Linked DNA regions of Gossypium arboreum: region 1 is linked to region 2. Evidence: chromatin contacts called from public Hi-C data. All regions are on one chromosome and are shown on one strand. The core of a region is the stretch at or near the end of the contact, and the rest is flanking DNA. Distances in the headings are between cores, read along the strand shown. Region 1 holds the start of LOC108465610 (axial regulator YABBY 4). Region 2 holds the start of LOC108466924 (alpha-glucan water dikinase, chloroplastic).

The links. Hi-C and Micro-C count contacts between places; a contact is called where the count stands out from the background.
Region 1: a contact with region 2 is called in a Hi-C map of leaf, with 2.5 times the contacts expected there. The contact joins the promoter of LOC108465610 here to the promoter of LOC108466924 in region 2. A contact is called at or near these places in 2 of 5 Hi-C or Micro-C datasets (both in leaf).

Annotation. Positions count from the first base shown.
Region 1 is chr2:96,462,609-96,468,236 of ASM2569848v2, reverse strand. LOC108465610 (axial regulator YABBY 4) reads right to left here and starts at 4,079. Exons shown (of 6, transcript XM_053025058.1): 1 at 3,901-4,079; 2 at 3,664-3,801; 3 at 3,360-3,492; 4 at 3,215-3,263; 5 at 2,840-3,112; 6 at 1,943-2,273. The coding sequence starts at 3,981. The coding sequence ends at 2,947. It overlaps LOC108465611, which reads left to right and starts at 282. Exons shown (of 5, transcript XM_053025057.1): 1 at 282-1,083; 2 at 1,224-1,329; 3 at 1,414-1,492; 4 at 1,639-1,738; 5 at 3,045-3,565. The coding sequence starts at 1,012. The coding sequence ends at 1,690.
Region 2 is chr2:95,991,697-95,996,602 of ASM2569848v2, reverse strand. It overlaps LOC108466924 (alpha-glucan water dikinase, chloroplastic), which reads left to right and starts at 3,499. Exons shown (of 34, transcript XM_017767302.2): 1 at 3,499-3,709; 2 at 3,934-4,292. The coding sequence starts at 4,011.

The sequences.
Region 1 (5,628 bases), core at 2,830-5,329, 470 kb before region 2:
ACAAAAATTTTAGTTAGAAATTTATTTTTATTAAAAAATTCTCAATAAACTACTAAATTTTGAAAATTTTATTAGACCTTTAAAACTTAGTCTCAAAATCCACAAATGAAGAGTTAAAATAATTATTTTTGTAAAATTTGAGAGTAAAATAAATGGCAAAGAGAAATTAGGCGTTAGAAAGATCTACCTTAAAATTTGAAAAAAAAAAATCATTTCTTGAAACAGCTAGTTAAGCTAAGCTTCTATTATTTCAAAATTTCCATAAATCCTGTTGAAGCTGATTTATGGACCAGAAAATTTCCAAAGGCTTCTCTCTCTCTCTCTCTCTCTCTCTCTCTCTCTTTGCGATCTTGACTAATCATACAAGACTCCGGAGCTCGCAGTGCAATAATGGATTTGAATCCCTCCACTTTGTGTTGCCAATCTGCCATTCCTCATTCTTACTTGCTTGTGTATATCATACCAAATTAAAGAAAGTCCAGCTTGGCCTTATGTTTGTTTGTGTCTCCCCTCTCGCCCACCTCACCAATTTAACCCCATAAAACGTGTCTCATGTTTCCTACACAAAGCAACCCTCTTGGTTTGTATGGTCAGAATCCATTAATCCAAAGATCTAACACAACCCATTCTCACTCACCATCTTTAGGTTTCCATTTATGCTTTAGCATTCATTAGAGGGACCATTCATGCATGCAGCGATCGGTCATGGTTTAACTGATGGTTTTCAAACCCCTTTCAATCTCAAAACTTCTTATCTCCTGAAGATGAGGTGAATCTATTGTTTGGATTTCTTATGCTCTTTTGGCCCTTCACTCAGATATCTCTGGATAACAGTCGCCCTACCCAATTTTGGTTCTTCTATATAAATCCACCTATCCTTCCCTTTGTACCTTTGTTTGCACTTCATTTTCTTTTCCTATTTTTCCCCTTTTGGCTCTCCATCCCCTAATCTATTTTCTCTTCTTCTTTTGGCATTTCTATTCGTTTTGTCCATTTCTGTTAGAGAAAAAAATGATATACTGTCACAACTACAACCATGTTATTCCTTGTCTTCATTGCCACCCACATAGCTACATTAGGATGGTAAGTGAAATCTCTTCCAACTTTCTTTGCTATTCACGTTTTCAAGTCGAAAACAATAGTACTGAAACCTGCAGAATCGTCAAGTTGGAGTTTATTATGACTAGTACTGTTTTTTTGGTTTTTCATGGGAAAATTTGCAGGTTCAACATCTGATCGAGAGATGTTTGCTGCTTTACATGAACCGACAACAATGTGTCAAGGCACTGGCAAAGTATGCAAGCATTCGGCCGTGCATTACAATTACAGGTGATAAAAGAATGCAACATATTATACCATATATGATCAAATAATTTGGGTATTTAAACGTTTTAATATTAATGCATTTGATAGTGTGGAGAGAGCTAGAAAAGGAGAACAAGGACTTCTTTGAAGCATTTTCAAGCTCTCTCTCCCTACAGGCCTTTTATGGGTAAGAGTTATTAAGCATGTGCTACCCCACACATTCCATATATGTTACCATATTCAAAGACTGAAAGTTGGGTATATACTTTTAGAAATCAATATATATTCATAGAGATGCAATTACAAGTGTTTCGTTTTCGATTTTCCTGGAAGGTACATTCGAAGGAAACCGAGTTATGAAAGGAAGAATCAGTACTGGAAGTGAATGACAAATTCACAATTAATTGTTGCTGAACTGTGTCTATATTCCAAGGTAAGCTAGAAATAGAATGTATAAAATTTTCCAACTTAATTAACTCCAACACATGCTAACTTAACAGCTGCAAAATGTATATATAATCATAAGTTTTTTGCTTAAAAGTAAATTAACTCAAGCATGATGATTCAGACATGCAGAACTTTGAGAAATAGCAAATTTAGATATATTTAGCACTAGCTAAAGTACCAGAAGTAGCAGTAATAGTAAACTTGGAATTTCTCTTAAGAAAACTAAAGTGTTTTTTTTTTTGGAAGACAGTCATATCTAGTACAGACTTGCAGTGAAGACTTCATTCCCAAGAGCATCTCCCAGAAAAGGGCATATGATTTTGAAACCTACCTTTATATAGTACATATATTCATGTATCAGTAGCCCTAAAGGAGTTAATAGTTTGTGGAAGAAATTTTATACTAATAAAATTAATTAGGGATAGAATTAATTGTTCATCACTTCACTCAAATGGTGACTTGGTCCATATGGAATTCCTTGCGGCTTTTCTTTCACGGAAATCATTGCCTTGTATGTGAACCTGAAATTTGTCACAACAGAAAGTCATGCAACCCTTTTCTGTCGCATATATTACCCCAAACATTATGAAGCTAAAGAAGTCTTAACAGTATGTTCAAGTGTCCTTAAATAGCTAACTTATTAATTTCTTTTCTACATGTAATAATTGAACTGCAAGAAAAGGACTACCCTATAGCTATCCTCAGTTTGAGTAATGACCCTTTATAATTATTGAATTACTGTTGCCTGTAAGCTTATTTACCATAAACTTCTTTCTTAGTATGTATAAGAATCATAAGGCATGAAGAAGAATAAGCATGCATGCAATGTCACAAATTTTCTGTCATTAATTAATGATGTATTATCCCTATAGTACCATGTGATGGCTTAAAGAGTACAGCTAACTAATTATGTCAATGATTGATGCAAACTCCATAAACGATCACATAAAGTTCAATAACATGAGGAATTGCTACATGACTCGCAAGTACAGTACTTTTTTTTACAGCTCTAAATAGTTAAAGCTAGCTAGATGTACTTGTAAAAGGATTAAAATTATAAAATTTTTAGGATGAGAGAAAAGCTAACCTCAGTAGCCTCTACGTTCCATGACGCCTCTCCCTCGTCCCGCTCACAACTCACTCCTTCTCCTTTGTTGTGCTTGTGAATGGGAGGAAAGTGGGCCCACTGAAATATTAAGACATATATATATATATATTACAAAACATATGCTGGAAAGCATGGGTTTGTCTTGTTGATTCTTTTGGGTGTCTGAAACATACATTTTTTGCAGCAGTGCTGAAGGCTTCTTTGTGCGGAATGTTGGGATTTTGAGTTTTCAGTCTCCTGATCTCTTCTCTGCCACCAAGAATGAATGAATCTATATATGATAAATGTACTAAGTCAAAGAAAAACTTTTTTTTTTTGGTTTTTCTATAAACGTAGATGGGGGGGTCTTATTACTTGATGAAGCGATTATAAGCTGATGGAGCTCTTTGCCTCTTCTCTGGCGCTGTAAAATTGGACTAAACTAGTATTAGAATTGGAACGATGAAACAGTTCTCCCTTGTGTTACATCCAAGTTTTAAAATGGAAAGAAAGGACGCACGCTTGTTGACTGTGGGATTCACACGGACTATATCTTCTTCTCCATTATCGGAAGAGCTCATCAACGATGGGCTGCGCCTGTCTGAGGTCTTCCTATGGCCACCCACTTCTTCTGAAACTGCTTCTTCTTTTGGCTGATTGACAGAAGCTCACATATGGTATATAATATGATGTTAATGAAACTGATAATCATCTATAGTTAAGAAAGATAGACATCGATTAATCAAATTGGTGACATGCTAATATAACCTAGTAGTGACCATATATTATCGACATACAAGCTGTTGATTAACATATACTTATACCTCATCATCATGAGCAAAGGAAGCTAGAAGGTGCAGTGGGACAAACGAAGCTTTCATCATATTAACTGAGAGAAGGCTTGTGCAGTGCCCACATCTCACTGTCACCACCATGGACAAGCTGTTACATGGGACACTTACCTGCAATATTTCAAAAGCCAAATTATCAGAAGCTGGAGAGAGAAAAGACTTTAACGCATGCATATATAGTGTGGGAAAAACATTCTTTTTTTCTTTTACCAGTAAAATGGTAGTGCAGAAACCACATTGTACATAACAAATCTGCTCAGGGAGATCAAAGAGATGATTCAGTGTCGACATTTTCTTCTTTGTTGATGTTAGTTTGTCTGTTTCTGAGAGTTTGTGTGTGAGGAAGTGAGGGGGAGAGAGAGAGAGACAATGAGGATGATGTGGTGGGCTTTTGATATACATGGGAGGTGGGATTTATAAATTGTACAGAGACTCTAATTACAAGGATATTACCTTTCTTTAGTTATATCTTATACCACTTAATTCCTTAAGCATTGTGCTTTCATTATTGTTGCTAAACAAATTTAAACAAAGTACATACATTCGTGGAACAATAAATGATATTCAAATATGGCAGATCTTTGTTGTTGCGGCAGATTAAAATATGTGGTTAATGCTTAAATTCACGATAATAAATTGTACTAACTTATGATGGAAAAATTTTATATAATAAATATATTTATAAAAATTGATGTAAAATTAAAATTTAATTGTAATAATAAAATAAAAATAAGTGACGAGTTGAAATTTTATTATATGAGTTTATATTTTTCTTTTTTAAATATAAAAATATAGAAAAACAAAAATATCCTCAAAATTATAATCTGTCATATGTACTTAAATTTTAATTTTAATATAATCAAAGGACATGGGACAGCATAACAACTCATTTGTGAAAAACAAATTTTGAGTGTATAAAATAATAATAAATTATAAAATTCATAGATAAATTTTAGGATGACAATGGAACGAGAGATGACAAATATTAGTATAAATCCACCATCACTTTATAGTTAATATGCTCTGCTCCACTATCCACTTCGCTCCACATTAGATGTATAATTTTAAAATCACTATCACTTTATCCATATTCGTCTTACCCCACTCAGATTACGTGTCAATTTAATTTTTACTATTTATCTTTAATATTATCATTTTTAGTGTCAAATAAATATTTAAACATAATATTTCAAAAATGATAAATATAATAATAAAATAATGAGTGAGTTGAGACAATATAAGCAATTATCATAATCACTTCATATCTATTTCATATCTACTTTTTTTTTTAAAAAATTCTACTCCAAAATTCAGTATATAATCACTCATGTGCTTTACAATTACAATGATGCAACTGTAAGTTAAATATTTGAATATTTATAAAAAGAAAAATAAGAGACTAGCATTTCCCCCAGTTATCATCTCTCCTAGAAAATAATAGAAAAAGAAAAGAAAGAAATACCATTTCATGTTCTGACAAAAGTAGTCCTCCCAAGCTTGTCAACGTTGTGATTCACACAGAGTTTTAATTAAATTGCTAAAAACAATCGCAAGCTTCAACCTTGGTGTGTGGCATTTGATGTTAGCCAATTCCATTAAAAGGATGAAAAAGGGACATAGTGACTAATGGTTTTCATGTGTTGTTTTCTGTAACATTTACTCTCTAGTTCAGGGCAAGAGGCTTTTTTTTTTTTTTTTTACCATTTAAAAGAGGAGGGGAAGTTTCTAGAAGAGTGTATGGAGAAGGAAAATGGGCATCTCAGGTTTTGTCTTTCCTCAAACAAGGTAAGTTTGATTGAGATTATGAGCAATGCCCTCACTTCCCTACTTTCCACTGCTGTCTTTGTTCTTGTTATTTGCTTTGCATGCACTACCATCATCCTTAATGCTCACATTTATTTCCCCATTTTCCATTTCACCTTGCTTTCACTCTCTTGT
Region 2 (4,906 bases), core at 2,250-4,749:
TGCTTGTACTTAATGTAAACAATGCAGCTGACCGAATTAAGTGTTACTCAGCTTAGATACACCTACTTAAAAAGTTGGATTATAAATTAAATAAAATGTAATTATAAAATCTTTTTAATAAATTTATTTTTAAAATAAAGTAAAATAATTTTCCATATACCAAAAGAAAAAATAAAATTACTTTCCTTATTGACTAATGCCTTGTATTTTTACCATATAAAATTCCATACTAAGATATAATATTTTCAGTTTAATAGTATAATATTTAATATTATTTTTAAGTATTTGATTAAGTTAGTGCTATTTATAAAAGTCTCAACACAAATAAAAAATTAACAGAATTTAAAATATTACATTTTGAAGGCGTTTGGACTCATATCAATTAAAATCAAAATTTTACTTAATGTAATTAAAAAATATGTAAGATGGGTGTGATATTGGGAAGGGAGCCACATGAACCCTTTAAATATCTTTCTTTTTAGTGACTCTCACTTCAACTCCCAAAGCGCTTGCCGTTCCCCTCTAACGTTACTATTTCTCCTAATAGCTTTATAAAATTTTCAGTAGAATGAAAACACAAATTGAGTTTTGGGTGTGAAAGCAAAACAGCTTTAGTATAGTTGCATAATCAGGAGTGATAAAAAGAAAAAGAAATGCTTGTCTTCTTCTTTACACATAATTTTTTCTCTCTTATCTTTTCGGTGTGGGATGATATTTATTATCTCATTTGGGGCTGAAATTAAATTGCTTACCGACATAAAACTACTCCATACAGGGAAAAGATATTTGGGATTGGGACCCATTTCCCCTACCATGCATCTCTATAATTCGCCAAAACAATGCCGGGGGAGTGAGGATCTTTGAATTGCGTGTTCATGGGTTTTCCCCCTTTTTCTTTCTTCTTTTAGTTGATGCATGGATCTTATGGGTTAAGCTAGGTTTCATTATTATTCCAAAACCAAGTTAGGCCCATCAGTGTTTCAAGATTAAGGATTTCAACTAAAAAGGAGAGTTTAATAGCTTGGTTAGGTCTCGACAAGCATGTCAGTATTAGAAGACCCACCGTATGCCGATAGCTGCATCTATTCTTGTATACCATTTTTCTAGAAAGCAAACCACTCTCAAATATCTTTTAGCACTTTCCATTTCTATCCTCTCATGCAACTTTATAATTAGATATTTGTAACTGAGAAATGGTTATATATTTTTTAAATAAAGTTCACAATAAATCCAAGAATGATGGGTTGAATATAAGACACAAAAACCCTCAAGTATTATTATTTTTATTTCAATCAATAATTTAGTTTTTATTTTATATAATTTTATAATTATATTTACATAAATTTAGTTTTTCCACCTACACTAGTGCCATTTTCTTATAATGATTATGATCATATTTGAGATTTAATCATTATATTTTAATTTGATATACAATAATATTAAACTATATAAATAATTTTTATCCTCAAAATAGTTGAATTTTTCTTAAATATATATTATAACTTATGTTAATTAAAATGTGTTTTTTTCCTAAAAATTGTGGCCCTAAAGGCATCTTCTCTTGATGACATATGTACAACTATTTTATTTCTCTTTCTTTGGTAATTACAGTTTTGATCTCTCTTACATTTATATTTAAAATTTAATCTTTATATTTTGATTTGACATAAATTGGTCCTCTACTTTATAATGACATGGTTAATTCAAATTCTTAATAGCTTTAACTATTCTAATTAAAATGTTAACGTGAATTTAAAAAAGGAATGAGCTACAAGATTAGCTTGAATGAGTTTGCAAGCTGGTTTGTTGATGATGATCTTCTTTGAGTTGATTGTAACTTTGAGAAGAGATTAAAGGCAAAGATTAAACTACTAGGTATGCCAGAAATTTGTACACACAAATTTCAAGTCAAAAGTTGACTTGAAATTTTTAGAGTCAAATTTATTGATAACTTTGTAAAAAAGTTATAATTTTTAGAAATTTCTTAAATAAATCTTTTGAATGCAAAGAAATTCTCCTTTGATTCTTCTTTTCAATTTGGCTTCAATCTCAGGATTGTCTAGACTTGGTCTTAGATGAATGCAAATTGCTCCAAGTGTCGTATGGACTTACTCTTGAAACAAATTTGGACCTTCTTTTCAATTTATTTGGATCGAAAAGTGGTTTTCTTCATAAACAACTTTTGTCTTCCTTTCTAAGGTTAAATTGGATTAGAAAACTATTTTTTTTTTCAAAACTGATGTGATATTCTTTAGAATTTCTTCAAGTTCTTCTACTTTTTCAAAACTTGTGAATGTATAGAATGACTTAGGTGACCATTTTTATAGTGCCTATTGCTTGAAAAGAGAATTCTAATAGACATTACCTACTTAATTTGATTGTTCTACAAAATTTAAACTTTTTATTTATTATTTATCTCTTATTATTTTAATTAATTAGAGATAAAATCATCATTAATATTATCACATAATTATTTTATTTTTTAATTAGTGATAATATAAAATTTTATTATTTATCTCTTAATTAATTTAAATTAATTAGAGAAAAATAATTATGACACAAATATGATGTCATCATTTTTTATCATGATAGTTTTGCCTGAATCATGTTAATTTCAACTTGACACGTGGCATTTTGTAATTGATTTGAAAATTTCTTCAACTATACACATGCATGTATCTTTGAACTATTGCGTGATTGAAGAAAAATGATACTTCAAAGATACATGGAATGTTTTTTTGGGATGGTTGAGTATTTTTATGGGTTGGGTTGGGTTAGGTCATGGTAAATAAGTTGAACATGATATATTTTGTCAAAATTATCACCAATTTAATGAAAAAATTAATGATGTCATAATTTGAATAAATTTTTAATTTACAAGGATTAAATTGAACCTATTTTTAATACATGGACTAAACTGAACTTTACATAATAATATAAGGAGTTCCGGTAGGCTTTAACCCAAGAGCCACAATGGAGCAAATATATATTTTAACGGCCTAATTGAATAAGAAGTATCTAAACTATTGAATTTGTTTAAGGTAGATAAATTATTTTTTGATTGATCCGAGTATCTAAATTTTGATTTTGTTATTAAAATTGGTACCTACTCGTTAATATTGCTTAAAAAAATCAATCAATTAAATTTTGTTACATCATCATCTCACTAGAATATGATTAAATAAAATTTTTATTTTAATATTTATATTGATATTAAATAAAAATATCTATATTATTATTAAAAAATCAGTTTAATTTTGGAAAACCATAAGATATGAAAAAAGATCTGAGAAATATAAAAAGTAGGAGGGGTAAATCTCGAAATTCTATCGAAAACCAAGGGGCAATTGTCGACTAACAATTTAAATATCATAAGTCGACGAAAGTCGACACACTGTTCACGGACCCCACGCGTTGGCTGCCCTTTTCCCGATATCGCACGTGACGACCCCAATCCCGAGCTTTGCTACGTTTTCTTACAAGCAAACCGACACGTGCCAAATGTTGATGATAAATTGGCATACACAACTGACGGAACTCTGGTCCTGTTTTTCCATAATTTTCATAGCTTTCACTCACTCAAAGCTTAAGCGCATTTGCTAAAAAAAAAAAGAAGAAAATTATTGATAAATATTTCCTATTTTATTATTCTTCGAAATCAAATCATATATTCTCAAATTCTCTCGTCCAGATTTCCGACTCTTTCAAGGTATTTTCACTAATTCCTTCTCTCAACGCCTCATCCTTCTTAATTCCAGATTTTTCACTAGCATTTCATACGTATTGATATATATATATATATATATTTTTTTTTTTCATTTTTACGAAATTATGGATTTTTTTTCTTTGGGTTACTATGATTGTTCGTTAAGTATGGGGAAATGATGCTACTAGAACCATTATAGTAATACTGTTTGTTTTTTTTTCCTCCAGCTTAAAAAAAAAAAGAACAGAAAGAAGCGTTATTAAAATTTTTAATTAGATTTTGTTACGAAGTGTTAACAAGGAAGATGAGTAATAGCGTGGGCCAGAATTTGATACAGCAGCATTTCCTCCGTCCCACGGTTTTAGAGCATCAAATCAAGCTAAAAGGTTCTTCTGGCATCGCTTCAAATTCCTTGTGTGCCACTGCTTCTCTGAATCAATCGCTAGCTCAGCCACGCAAATATCAGATATCTACTAAATTTTATGGTAACAGTTTGAGTAAGAGGAAACACAAATTAGCCATGGGGAGCCAACGCCCTCTGGCCTTCATCCCTCAAGCCGTGTTAGCCACCGATCCGGCTTCTGAGGTAAACGCCTTTTCTAGCCTTGCAACTTTGCTTATGCCTTTTTTTTTTCCCCTTAATTTTAGAATTTTGCGACACAGACTGACGCAATTATGGTGGTTTATTTATTTATTAATCATCAACGGAGCACCGATTCAATTGCGTAATTACTCAATTACCTTGAGAGTGCTTTTGTCTTTTATTATATAATAAATCAAACTAAAACACCACTCACGTTACTATTGTAATCAAAATATCAATTAGTTTTTATGAATTTTTAATAAATATATTTGTTATATAGTTTTTTTGCCCAGGTGTGCTATAAATCTAGTATATAGTAAATGAGATTAATTCTTCCTGTACCTGTTTTACCTTTAAAAATGAATATTCTGATAAATAGTTGTATTCTGCATTTTTGGATTTTGATATGATCTTTCAATTATATAAAAAAAAAATGCTGAAAAAAATGGCTGTAAGTCGTTTAGAGCTTTTCAAAATTTTCTGCCATATTTATACCTTTTTTTTCCTTCATTTTGCTAAGAAGATTATTTTTTTCTTTTCTTTTTTTGACATAAATGATACCGTTGCTACATATAGATAATTACAATCACAATTATGATTATGAAAAATGCGTATCT